Regions from separate parts of the Zea mays genome. Here regions 1, 3 and 4 are each linked to region 2. Evidence: chromatin contacts called from public Hi-C data. All regions are on one chromosome and are shown on one strand. Each heading gives the region's core, a stretch centred on a gene start, on an enhancer-like site or on the middle of the called end of the contact. The rest is flanking DNA. Distances are from core to core; before and after follow the strand shown.

What was found. A called contact is a pair of places that touch in the nucleus more often than the background predicts.
Region 1: a contact with region 2 is called in a Hi-C map of leaf, with 8 times the contacts expected there. The contact joins the promoter of LOC100273810 here to the promoter of LOC100194236 in region 2. A contact is called at or near these places in 2 of 25 Hi-C or Micro-C datasets (leaf and tassel).
Region 3: a contact with region 2 is called in a Hi-C map of ear, with 2.4 times the contacts expected there. The contact joins the enhancer-like site here to the promoter of LOC100194236 in region 2. A contact is called at or near these places in 4 of 25 Hi-C or Micro-C datasets (ear, endosperm, leaf and 1 more).
Region 4: a contact with region 2 is called in a Hi-C map of ear, with 2.1 times the contacts expected there. The contact joins the promoter of LOC100216802 here to the promoter of LOC100194236 in region 2. A contact is called at or near these places in 7 of 25 Hi-C or Micro-C datasets (bundle sheath, ear, endosperm and 2 more).

What each region holds. Positions count from the first base shown.
Region 1 is chr1:231,626,485-231,629,184 of Zm-B73-REFERENCE-NAM-5.0, forward strand. LOC100273810 reads left to right here and starts at 1,357. Exons shown (of 4, transcript NM_001148211.1): 1 at 1,357-1,693.
Region 2 is chr1:231,416,015-231,418,714 of Zm-B73-REFERENCE-NAM-5.0, forward strand. LOC100194236 reads left to right here and starts at 1,425. Exons shown (of 11, transcript NM_001367049.1): 1 at 1,425-1,745; 2 at 2,003-2,115; 3 at 2,211-2,265; 4 at 2,370-2,425. The coding sequence starts at 1,695.
Region 3 is chr1:231,193,895-231,196,594 of Zm-B73-REFERENCE-NAM-5.0, forward strand. No RefSeq gene overlaps it. Among protein-coding and RNA genes, the nearest start is that of LOC100216802, 27 kb to the right of the region's middle. Within about 2 kb of position 1,292, at least 17 of the 20 cell types and tissues checked have an H3K27ac peak or open chromatin away from gene starts, as enhancers often do. A contact at or near this core is called in ear and leaf, where this site is marked.
Region 4 is chr1:231,220,663-231,223,362 of Zm-B73-REFERENCE-NAM-5.0, forward strand. LOC100216802 reads left to right here and starts at 1,435. Exons shown (of 4, transcript NM_001143201.1): 1 at 1,435-1,582. The coding sequence starts at 1,448.

The DNA.
Region 1 (2,700 bases), core at 107-2,606, 210 kb after region 2:
GGGGCTGGTCCGTTAGCCCATCGGGTCATTTGGTTAAATCAACATAAAATGTTAAAAACAGTGCAGAAGGTGGGCGACACTGGGTGAAGCCATATAACCAGTAGAACATCATGCTCACGTATTTTTAATATTGAATATAAATTATGTGTATATATATACGATTTTTGTAAAATAAAAATATATAATCGTGCTGGGCTGGGTCAGCACTACGGGCTAAGGCTACGGCCCAAGCACGGCACGACGCTCGCGCTGAGCTGGCCCATGCACTTTTAAATGGGTCGTGGCTCGGGCTGGTCCCCCAGATACGACTCATTTGACCATCTATACCTCCGCACGACGATGAAGGTTCTCGCCTGAGTTGGCGTCACCTCGTTCGTCATCCTGCTTCTTTTCTCTCTCCTCATGCCTCCGCCTCTGCGCCACCCCAATCTCGGTAGAGGGCGTGGGACGAGGCACCTCCTCCTCGTATTCGTCCGACACCAGCCTCGACACCAAACCGCGCAGTGGCTATTGCACGTCCACGAGGACGTTTCACAGCACACGCCCACCATCGTTTTCGCCGTCATCGGACGTCCCGTTCGTCTTTCCGCCCTTCGTCCTGTTCTTCCTCCCCAACCTGCTGCCCCCGCCCACCGTCGCAGCCGCGAGCCGACCGACATTCGTTGACGTGGGTACATGCTCGTCCCTTGTGTTTTTGGCTATTGCATGCATTAGGTCGTTTCTGAAATCACATTGGCACAATGAACTTCATGGTGTTTGAGGTTGCTGAATTGGATGAAGCAGTAATGATTTGTCACGCTAACAGTTAAAGGAAGTGTTATTTGTTGGTTTTAAACGTTAGTAATTGCTACAAAGTACCATAATTTGTATAGAGCGCATCTAGTTTTTATTGATGCATGACTTTAGCAACCACTCTATATTTTGATCTATCTTTTTTATAAGTTTGAGTTCATTTGACTTATTTTAGAAACTTGAGCTCACAAACTTCCTTTTATTTAGTCTCTATATGGTGGAATTATGTCATTATATAATCTCTGTTCGTTCAGCCATTCGTTGTGAACTCTCTTCTAATCGCTGTATTTATTGGTCGTGTTGTGACTAGACATATTGGATAAAGTAAACAACACCAATTAGTCAAATCAAAAAAATATTATGCAGAAAGCAGAGACAATCAATAAAAAAATTTGAGATTTTTTGGTAGATAATTTACGTGAGTATTGTTGTGAGCCGTCGCATCACACGGTAACTAATTTTCAACTAAATATGTGCTCTATCTAAACCTCCTCCCGAAAAAAAGACGGACTTTTTCTTAGAGGAGCCCTAGAGCTGAAACCTGCAGAGGAAGCCCCGTTAATCTATTCTCCTTGCATCCACACCGACGGGCAATTGGTGCGCCGTCTTCTCCGTCCGCGGCGGCCATCTTGGTAGCGGCCCGCATCCCCTCGGCCCTCCAAATCAACGAACCAGCGCGTCCCCGCTCCTCCCCACGCCACGGGAAACTTCCAGCAAAAGGTCGCGCCATCGATAAGGGGAGAAAAGGAGAAGTGTCGCCGTCCCCGTCAGCGACGGCGCTGGTACCGACGGTCCCCGCGTCGTGTGCCTTCCTCCTCCGCGAGTTCGACGACCCGCTGTGCGTCTGCTCTCTTCCGCGCGCCCAATCCTCGTCGAGTCGTCGTGCCGCTGATTGACACAGGTAACTCTTCTAACTGTGTGTCTTCGGTGTTGGGATTTTTCCGTCTAGCCTCTTGCTTCACGCACTCCGATTCCATTTCTGTTCATCGATGACCAAAGACGGATAGAGCATTCTTCGAAACGTATGTCCTCGGTATTAGGGTTTGGTTCCATCCAGCTTCTTCCTCCGTGCACACCCACTCCATTCCTGCTCATCTTCGAGCAAGAACTGTCACGAAACAGTCGTTCCCATCATCCTCTACGCCAAACTCAAATTTCTCAGATCTGTGTCTCCATGGTGTTACTGTTGCCTTCCATCTTGCTGATACATTCGCTTTCACTCCATTAGTGGTCATCAACGATGAGGGACGATGACAACACATGCACTGGCATCCTTCTCTCCTCCCCAGTGCATAATTTACTTTCAATTCCCCCTGAAGCGGTCCGCTCTGATTTTCCAAGGACGCTAAGCATCGGATATGCCCCTACGTTATTGCTTTCATGTAATTCTTACCTCTCAAGTAGTCAAACAGTTATTAATTTATTCAACCAAATATGAAAAAAACATTTATCATACCAAATAAATACTATTAGATTAATTACGACAAATATGTTTTTAGTAAGTCTATTCTCAGTCAAACATTTATAGTACTAGTCGGTTGTCCGTGCGTTGCGACGGCTTACAACAATACATATATAAATTATTCACAAAAAAATCAATATTTTTTATTGATTGTCTCCGCTCTCCGTATAATATTTTTTTATTTGGCTAACTGATGTTATTATTTACTCCATCCAATATGTCTTGGTACAACACGACCAATGAAGTGAGCGATTAGAAGAGAGTTCACAACGTCTGACTGAACTAATAGAGATTATAAAATGACATAATTCCACCATACAGAGACCAAATAAGAGAAAGTTTGTGAGCTCAAATTTCTAAAATAAGTCACATGAACTCAAACTTATAAAAAAGATAGATCAAAATATGGAGTGATTGCTAAAGTCAGGCATCAATAAAAACTGGAT
Region 2 (2,700 bases), core at 175-2,674:
GTGTGAGATGGCTTGGAGGACACCAAACCTTAGTCGTCACCTCTACCTTTTCCTCCTCTCCGATTTGATGGCACTAGACTGAACAAACAAAGGTCTGGCTTGTGAGGATAGTGTCAGTAGGGTCTTCGTGACTTCAGGCTTGTGCGGACGGCAACACCATGATGGGTTCTTGCGTCGGTGACCCCTCCACTCTTCAATCAAACAACAACAATCTTGAATTTAACTAATTCTAAATTTAACAAATAAAAAATTTATCCTGTATTTTAGTCGATGATCTGACAATTATGTTATCGGTATATATATGCTCAAATGGACTTGGTTTGTTGGGTAGCTAGCTTATGGCTTGGCACGATTTAACCCAGCTCGTTGCCCATTGAGCTCATGTTGATCTGGCTCGGTCACCGTGAGCCTTAGGTGCGGCATATTGGGTTAGGCCTAACACGATCTATTTTTGTTTTTTCACTATTTTTTCATAAACTATCTATATTATGTTTGAGTATAGAGTATAAAAAATAAGAAAATATGTGTGTTGTGTTGACTAGGTTAGGTGGATGTGAATGTGTGTTTAGAGCCAACAACCATGATTTAAACTTTCACATCCAAACCCTTTAGATGTTGGGGTTTTAGAGCAACTCCAGTCAAACTCTCCCAAATTTTGACTCATCTATGTTTAAGTTAATTAGGAGGGTTGTTCGTTTCGAATTAAAGTATGCTGTTTGGATTGCTTCAGCTGCAATAATAGAGACAAAAATGCTGTAGAATGAGTAGAAGTTGATACAGATTAAATCCAATCGAACATGTTGGAAGAGAGGATGAGGTGCTTCTTGTTCCTAAATTTTGCCTTATTCATAGGGCATGTTTGGAACCTTTCTTTTGATGAGATTTTGTGAGAATCTGACTATGGGGATAATTCTAGTATTGTGTGATTACGTGCGAAGAAAAATGAAGGAGTCTAGGATCCATAATATAGAAAGTGAAGATTCCTACTATCGCCATGAATTGATCGATTATGTGATCACTGTCCGTGCGCCCCTGATGGAGCCACGCAGGGCGCAGCTCTGTTGGTGACAGATGAAGATGTTCGTACCCCGCCCCCACGGTACCTTATTTACACGTCCCCCCAGCCCTCTGCGAAACGGCAACAAACGCGCTCGTGAACGGTGGTGGTTCGAGCAGAGCGGCACGACGCGACCGCGCCTACCACGTTCAAACCGACCCAAACGGGACGCCCCTTTGCCCTCTTTTCCCTCGGTCTCCACCCGGCCCGCCGCTCACCGCTGCCAGCTTCTGCAGCTCGCACCGCTCCCGAGTCCGAGTCCAACAAGGCTTGAGCAGCCGACGCCACCCCGGTCGGTCGACCTCCCTCTCCCCACCGACACCGCGGGCCCGCACGCAGAGACCCCGCATGTCACCGTCTACACTCGGTGACGGCGCGAGCAGGTTTCCAGCCGCGAGCCCCGCGACTGATCTGAGCTCGTGCCTGGCTAGCTAGTAGATGTCTCCGACCGTTGCCTTTAAGCTCGCACGCGAACCGTCCCACACTCTGCGCAAGCCACTGCCGCTGCCGCTGCCGCCGCCGCCGCCGCCTTCAGTCTCCGTCTCCACCGGTGCCCTCGTCTCCCAGCCGCTGCCGCCGCCGCCGCCGCCCCGTGAGAGCCGGCGCAGCAATCCGGTTGCTTGGGGACGCAGCGAGGATGGGCAGCACCAGCGCGTTCGTCATCAGGTGGATCAACTTCTTCACCATGGTCAGTCTCAGCCCGGCCCACCTCCATCCTTCCTTGCTCTCCCTTCTCCCTTCTCCAATCGGAGGAGCCGTCCTGCTTTCGTTCGGCCTCGCTCGAGGCTGATTCTCGATTCCTGCTGTCCCGGCGGCTGATTGCTGTTTGCTGAAGTACACTTCCCCCCACCATTTTACTACACCCTATCTCTGCTCTGCTTACTAGTAGTTTCGTGGCAAATAACTTGTCGGTGTTACTTTCTCGCGCCGCTGTTCCTGGGACAGATACTGGCGCTACTGGTGGTGGGCTTCGGGTTCTGGATGAGCACCCACGACGACGAGTGCAGGCGGACCTTGACCGTCCCCGTCATCGCCCTCGGTGGAGTGATCTTCCTCATGTGCGCGTCACCGTCCCGTGGCATCATTATGACCTCGGCGAACTGTCACGCTCCCCGCTTTAACCTCTCTGCCTCACTGACGATCTGTGCTGCAGATCGCTCGTCGGATTCCTTGGTGCCTGGAAGAACATCTCCTGCTTGCTCTGGACAGTATCCTTCCTCCTCCAATTAACCGGTTGAGTGAAGCTTTAATCGCTTTGGTTCCTTGGTACTTTTTGGAGTGCCATCTGTTGCCTTGACGTGTGGGTGCCTAGTATCTGATCATGCTGTTCGTGGTCTTGGTGGCAATCATGGTGTTCACGGTGCTCGCGTAAGTCCCGCCGCTTAATAACTTGTGCCGCGATGGCATTGGCACCACGGCCTTTGTAGCTGATCACTTTGTAGCAATGATGGTGTACCATTTTGGACTTTGGAGTTATTACTCCCAAGTCCTGGTTCTCAATTAACTGTCTGACTTAGGGGTGTTTGTTTGGGATTATAATCTGCCCAGATTATATAATGCAACAAATTTTGAACTAACCCCTTAATAACCTTTTTTCAGCAGTTTGTTTGTAGCTGTGAGGAACTCATTCTTGGTTTTCTACT
Region 3 (2,700 bases), core at 42-2,541, 220 kb before region 2:
AACAATAAAGATAAAGGCCACGCAAATTTGTGAGGATGTAGCTGTGAGTGGTAAAGGACAAACGTGTGGCTTGGATTGAGCAATCAGAGAAGCAGGAGGACTAGACATGGCACCTTAGAACGTCGATAAGTGCAAAAGTACATTGAGGAGAAGACCGTATTGACGGAGCCAAGACGAGAACCGACTAAATCAATCAATCGAAGACACTAGAGGCCTTGGTAATCAGACGACCAAGGATCAACGGTGGCACGTGTCTAGATTATGGAGGGAGCGTACTAGATACGCTTTTTGGTGGTTCGAACCTCAAAATCACACCGGTGGGCGATTTCTCGGGCTTGACGGTCAGCGAATCTCCAGAAAGAGAAGATGAAGTCGATTGGCAAGCGTAGAGAAATTTACAGTGGCAGTAACAAGCACTGAAGTAAAGAAAGCGTGAGCGCCAATGCAAGGGTGGGGTCTCTTTTCCCGTTTCTGCTACGACCTAGATTAAGATGATCCCTTTCACCAAAGGGGCCGGGACAAAGGAAAGAGGCCCTCACGGTTCTTTCGCGAAAGTTGAGAGTGAGCCGCATCGATCACTGCTCCTTTCTTTTTTTTCCTGCCCCACTCTACTCTGCTCTGCCACACTCGGGTCGAGAAGGTGGCATGTTACTGTTGCTTCCGCTTGGCGAGCGGCTGGTCACCTCGCAAATGGAGGCCGAATCGACGCACGCACGCACGCAGCCTTTGTGATGCTGGAAAGCGAAAGCGTCGTCATGCAGATGCCTTCTGCCAACGTCGTCGTCGGTCGTCGTAGCACTACTAGCATCAGTGACTTACCACGTAGCTAGGACACTGGTATCGGAACCTAAGACGCGGCGATGGCTGGGAAGCATGAGCTACCGGCCGCGCCTGCTCTCGTCGATCTGCTTCGGTGCCTGTGGGATTGGATGCATGGGAATATAGCCTGAGAGATGAAGAGACAAGGGGGAAAAAACTTTGTCTTCCTCCTCCTCCCTCTTCTTCTCTTTCTGTATATATGATAATGTTCTGCTGCTTTATAAGTATATAATATACGATGCATGGCTGCAGTCGATCTGCCTAGCTTGCCGCGAAGGCACGGAACCGGCCACGCGCGCTGTCGGTCACAAGCTTTGCGGCTGGAGCTCTGCATGCATGGGTTCCAATTCCAAGGAGATCAGAAAGAGAAGCGAAGGCGAGGACGAGAGATCTGAGAGCTAGCAGCAGCTAGGCTAGCACCGATCTGTGCATGCTCAACAGTCGGCATCCGTCACGTGTCGTGCTGGGTGGTTTCCAGGCTTTCTGCCCACCCGGGCACCCGGCCGGCCCCTAGTCTTCGGAGCAGAGACTTGCAGTGTCCCGGGAGGCCGGTTAAAACTGCAGATCGCAGCACGGAGCCTCCTCCTCTCTGTCCGAAAACCTACGGAGAGAAAGAGCCGGTAGGGTACTTACTGGTAGTGGTGGGCTGGGCGATGCGCCAGCCAAGCCAACGCATGCATCCTGTGCCGTCGCAGACTAGCAGAGACTCTTTAAATTGCTTCCGAGCTGTAAAGGTGAATGGTGTCTGGGGTTAGTGTGTGCTTCGTACGTTCTGAACAGAAGAAATTCTCCGCGCTGTTAGGAAATTAAAGCTTTCTTCTGCCAGGCTGCAAAGGTTAAAACTGGAGCTAGCATCGCTTTAACTGCAAGGGAACCGGGGGGAAAGGACGTCTGTGCGGCGTGACGCTCGCGCGCGCGGATGAACGGTGGCATGCAGTCAAGAAGCTGCGTGCTGGAACAGTAGCTGTAGATGGTACTCTTCGTTAAAGAGGGACAGAGAGATTAAAGAATTGTGCAGGGATGAGCTGGTGTGGTGTGGCCGTGTGGTGCAGGAGACTAGGCTTACAAGGTATGGCAGGCAGGCAGGCGCAGGAGATGCTACTCTTCATGAAGCTAGCTAGCTACCCATGTTTCTGTGGAGGCCAATGTGCCGTCGAAGCAGAGTCGGGGAGCGCAGGCACAGCAGCTCCTCCGCTCAAAGAGTCTCACGAGAAACGCTCAGCGCAGAGGCTGATTGATCGAGACTGGGCCGCCGAATTCAACAAGGTCGGTTAGGTTGGTAGGTGCGGCGTCGCGGGCAGTCTCATACGAATCCGTGGCGTGGCGTCGTCGGTTTCACTTTCACCAGATGCCCATGACGTGAATGATGGCGCGGGGCGCCACGCCCACGATGATGGCGAGGTGCCGAACCAGCGTATTTGAATATACGAAAGCAATTACTTGATTCAGTTTTATTCCAGTTTATCGCTCTAAATATACTGATAGCTTGTGGAAGATATATATATATATATATATATATATATATATATATATATATATATATATATATATATATATATATATATATATATATATATATATATATATATATATATATATATATAGGGTAGGTATAACGGGAGCCCTGAGCTTCCAATAGTTAAAGGAAGCCCAGGCCGACCACCCCTTCAAACTGGTTCAACCAGCGCGCCCAAATAGGCTGTCGGGTGCGCCACCTGCCCCACGTCTGTTAGCGCAAAAAAAGGAATGCATGCATGAGTCAAACACGATCCAATGCATGCGCATAAATTTAGGAAAGATATGTGCGGCAGTTTCTGTTTTTAAAATCCTTTATTTCCTCCATAAATTTAGGATCGCTGCAACAGCCATGCAGCTAGACGC
Region 4 (2,700 bases), core at 185-2,684, 200 kb before region 2:
TGTAGTTGTGCTTAAGTTTATAAATTTCAGATTCACCCTATTCGCCCCCCCTCTAGGCGACTTTCACACTCCATATCATAGTGAAGGTTTTCACCTGGCTGGTGCCTGTGGTTTTCCCTTCGCATTGAAGGGGCTTCCATGTAAATCTGTGTGTCGTGCTCTGTGGTTTGTTGGTTGATCTACTTCGTTTTGTCTGTCGATTTTGCTAACATAAATTCCTTTGTCCTAAATTTTAGAATATGTAGGTGCACAATTATTTAGCTAATATGTGTTGAACATTTAGATGATCACCAAACACCATGCAGTTATATACCGTTTCACGCATAACGATCATATAACATGACACCACATTGACAATATATATTCTTTAGGATTTAGTGAAACCTTGAATGGGGTTCCTCTTCCCATTCCACCGCACCAATGAAAGCATCTCCATTTTTCTATGTGGCCAAAGAAATAGGGAACCCAATTCTCTATATAGTTCTCCTTCATCCTTTCTTCTAATTTTTTCATTCTTTACTAGGAAGGAATATAAGGGTACAAAGGAACTTGAAGTGCCCTCATGATCTCTTCTTTGAAGACCAGAAGGTAATCTATCTCATGCACACCTTCGATAACTTAGAGACATGTGAAATGATTTCCTTCTACTAGGAAAGAGGCAACTTGAAGTGCCTTCGCTAATCTCCTCTTAAAAGAACAGAAGGTAAGGGATTTATATCTTCCTTAGCATGAGCATATATATAGTTAAGTCTCCCCCTCCCAAAAAAACTTTAGAATCTTAACATGCTACAATTAGTTCTTAAATAATTTTGTATGCATTATAATTCTAAAACTTTAACCACCTTACACCTGTTGGTCCACTCTTTAATATTTTGAATGTAAATAAACCTTTGGATATATATAATCATACTATGTAAATGTATTACTACCTCCGTTCTCGAATATTTGTCGTCCGTTAGTTCATTTTTAAACTAAAACATGATAAATAAAAAAGAATGGAGGGAGTATAAGACATAAGACTTTGTATGTATCCCTAACTAATATAACATGCGTTCGCTAGCACACACTGACAACTAGTGATGTTTTTATGCTGTGCAGACTGAAGTCGTTTCAAAGGCACCAAAATCGTACTGCGGGGGAAACATTTTGACATTTCTCTTGGAAAAACGAAAAACCCTTGTGAAATTGTGGTTCCCAAACTAGTCCTTATAAGAGGAAAAAAAAGACACAACGTTTTTAAGAGGGGTCAATTAGAACCATTTAGGCCCACTTTAGTCTGATGCTCAATATGAATGCGGCTGTTTTTAGGCCGAGGCCCATATACCTCGTCGTCCTCTCCGCGGGTCCCAGACAAGGACACGGTGTTGACTATCTCGAGTCCGTTGACATTGACAAGGGGGCCAGGTCGAGGCTTTCCGAGCTCCGATCCCTCTCCAACGCCTGAGGGATGGCCGTGCCGGCGCCCGCGAAGGCGGCGCGCTTGCTTGCGGCCTCCGCGGCGGTGCTCGTGCTGCTGTGGTGTGTCCATTTCCGCGGTGGGCTCTCCTTCGGCTCCCCCACCAACAAGGGCCTCATCTTCAACGTAAGACTCCTTCCCTGCCTTCGCTTCCCGTGGAGATAGACAGGTAGCATTCGATCCCATTGCGGTATAGGTCCCCGGCTCCTTAGTTTTATTGGAATCTGATTACCGACTCCGTGAACCCATCCCCGCAAGGCGAAGGCGGTAAGTCCGGCCCGAAAATGAACACGGTGTCGACCTGAGCTCGTGAACGCATAAATCAAATTTAAAATTAGATCACCATTAAAAAAATAACACATTTATAAATCATAATGGAAGGATATAATTAAATACAATAATATGTATGTTTCAAATAATACACATTTCACAAATAAATGATAGACCGTAAATAGAAGATAAAGCTATTTTTGTAATATTTGTCTTATTAAACGGGCCGAGTCTTAGCCCGTTTAGAAACGGGTCGTGCTGGGCTAGGCACAGGCCCGCATAGAGTTGGGCCGGGCTCGGATCAGGCCCAAATAGCGGGCTGCGTGCCGGGCTCGCGGGCCTCATGTTTATTGGCCATCTATAGCTGCAATCACTGTTCACTTGACTCCATTGGCCCTGACCTATGACAATCCAGCATTGTAGTGTGCTCAAGTAGGTTTCAGGTGTTTGGAATCTAGATGTTATGTTTCACCATTTTACCTTGCTAGCCTAACCCGATGGATGACATGTTATTATGTTAAGTGTGACATACAAGTGAAATGCTGATTCTGGTTCGCTTGTTATCTCATATAATCTGATCAATTTAAATTTGCCTATATGCTTAAGAGTAATTATCTGTATATTTTTAATCTGACCAATTTGATTAATTTGATATCGTTTGTTAGACTACAATTGAGACTAGGAATCTATATATACCCCTATAGCTTTGGAGTGTTCATCGCCAACATGAGTGTGCTAGGCTGACATATATTTATTGTTCTTATTCGGTCATAAGTTTCTGAATCGAGAAGTAGTATATCAGGGTACATTCCAGTGGGAATTGGAGTTTAAACCCTCTGAAGTTACAACGCTGCTAAAAAAATCGCATGGACTTTATGAGTTAAATGTATATCAGTTAGGATTTCCATCCGGCATTGTTAAGTTCCTTTGGTTTCTCTTTGCTATCTCGAATAGGCAAGAGCATTGTGTATCAT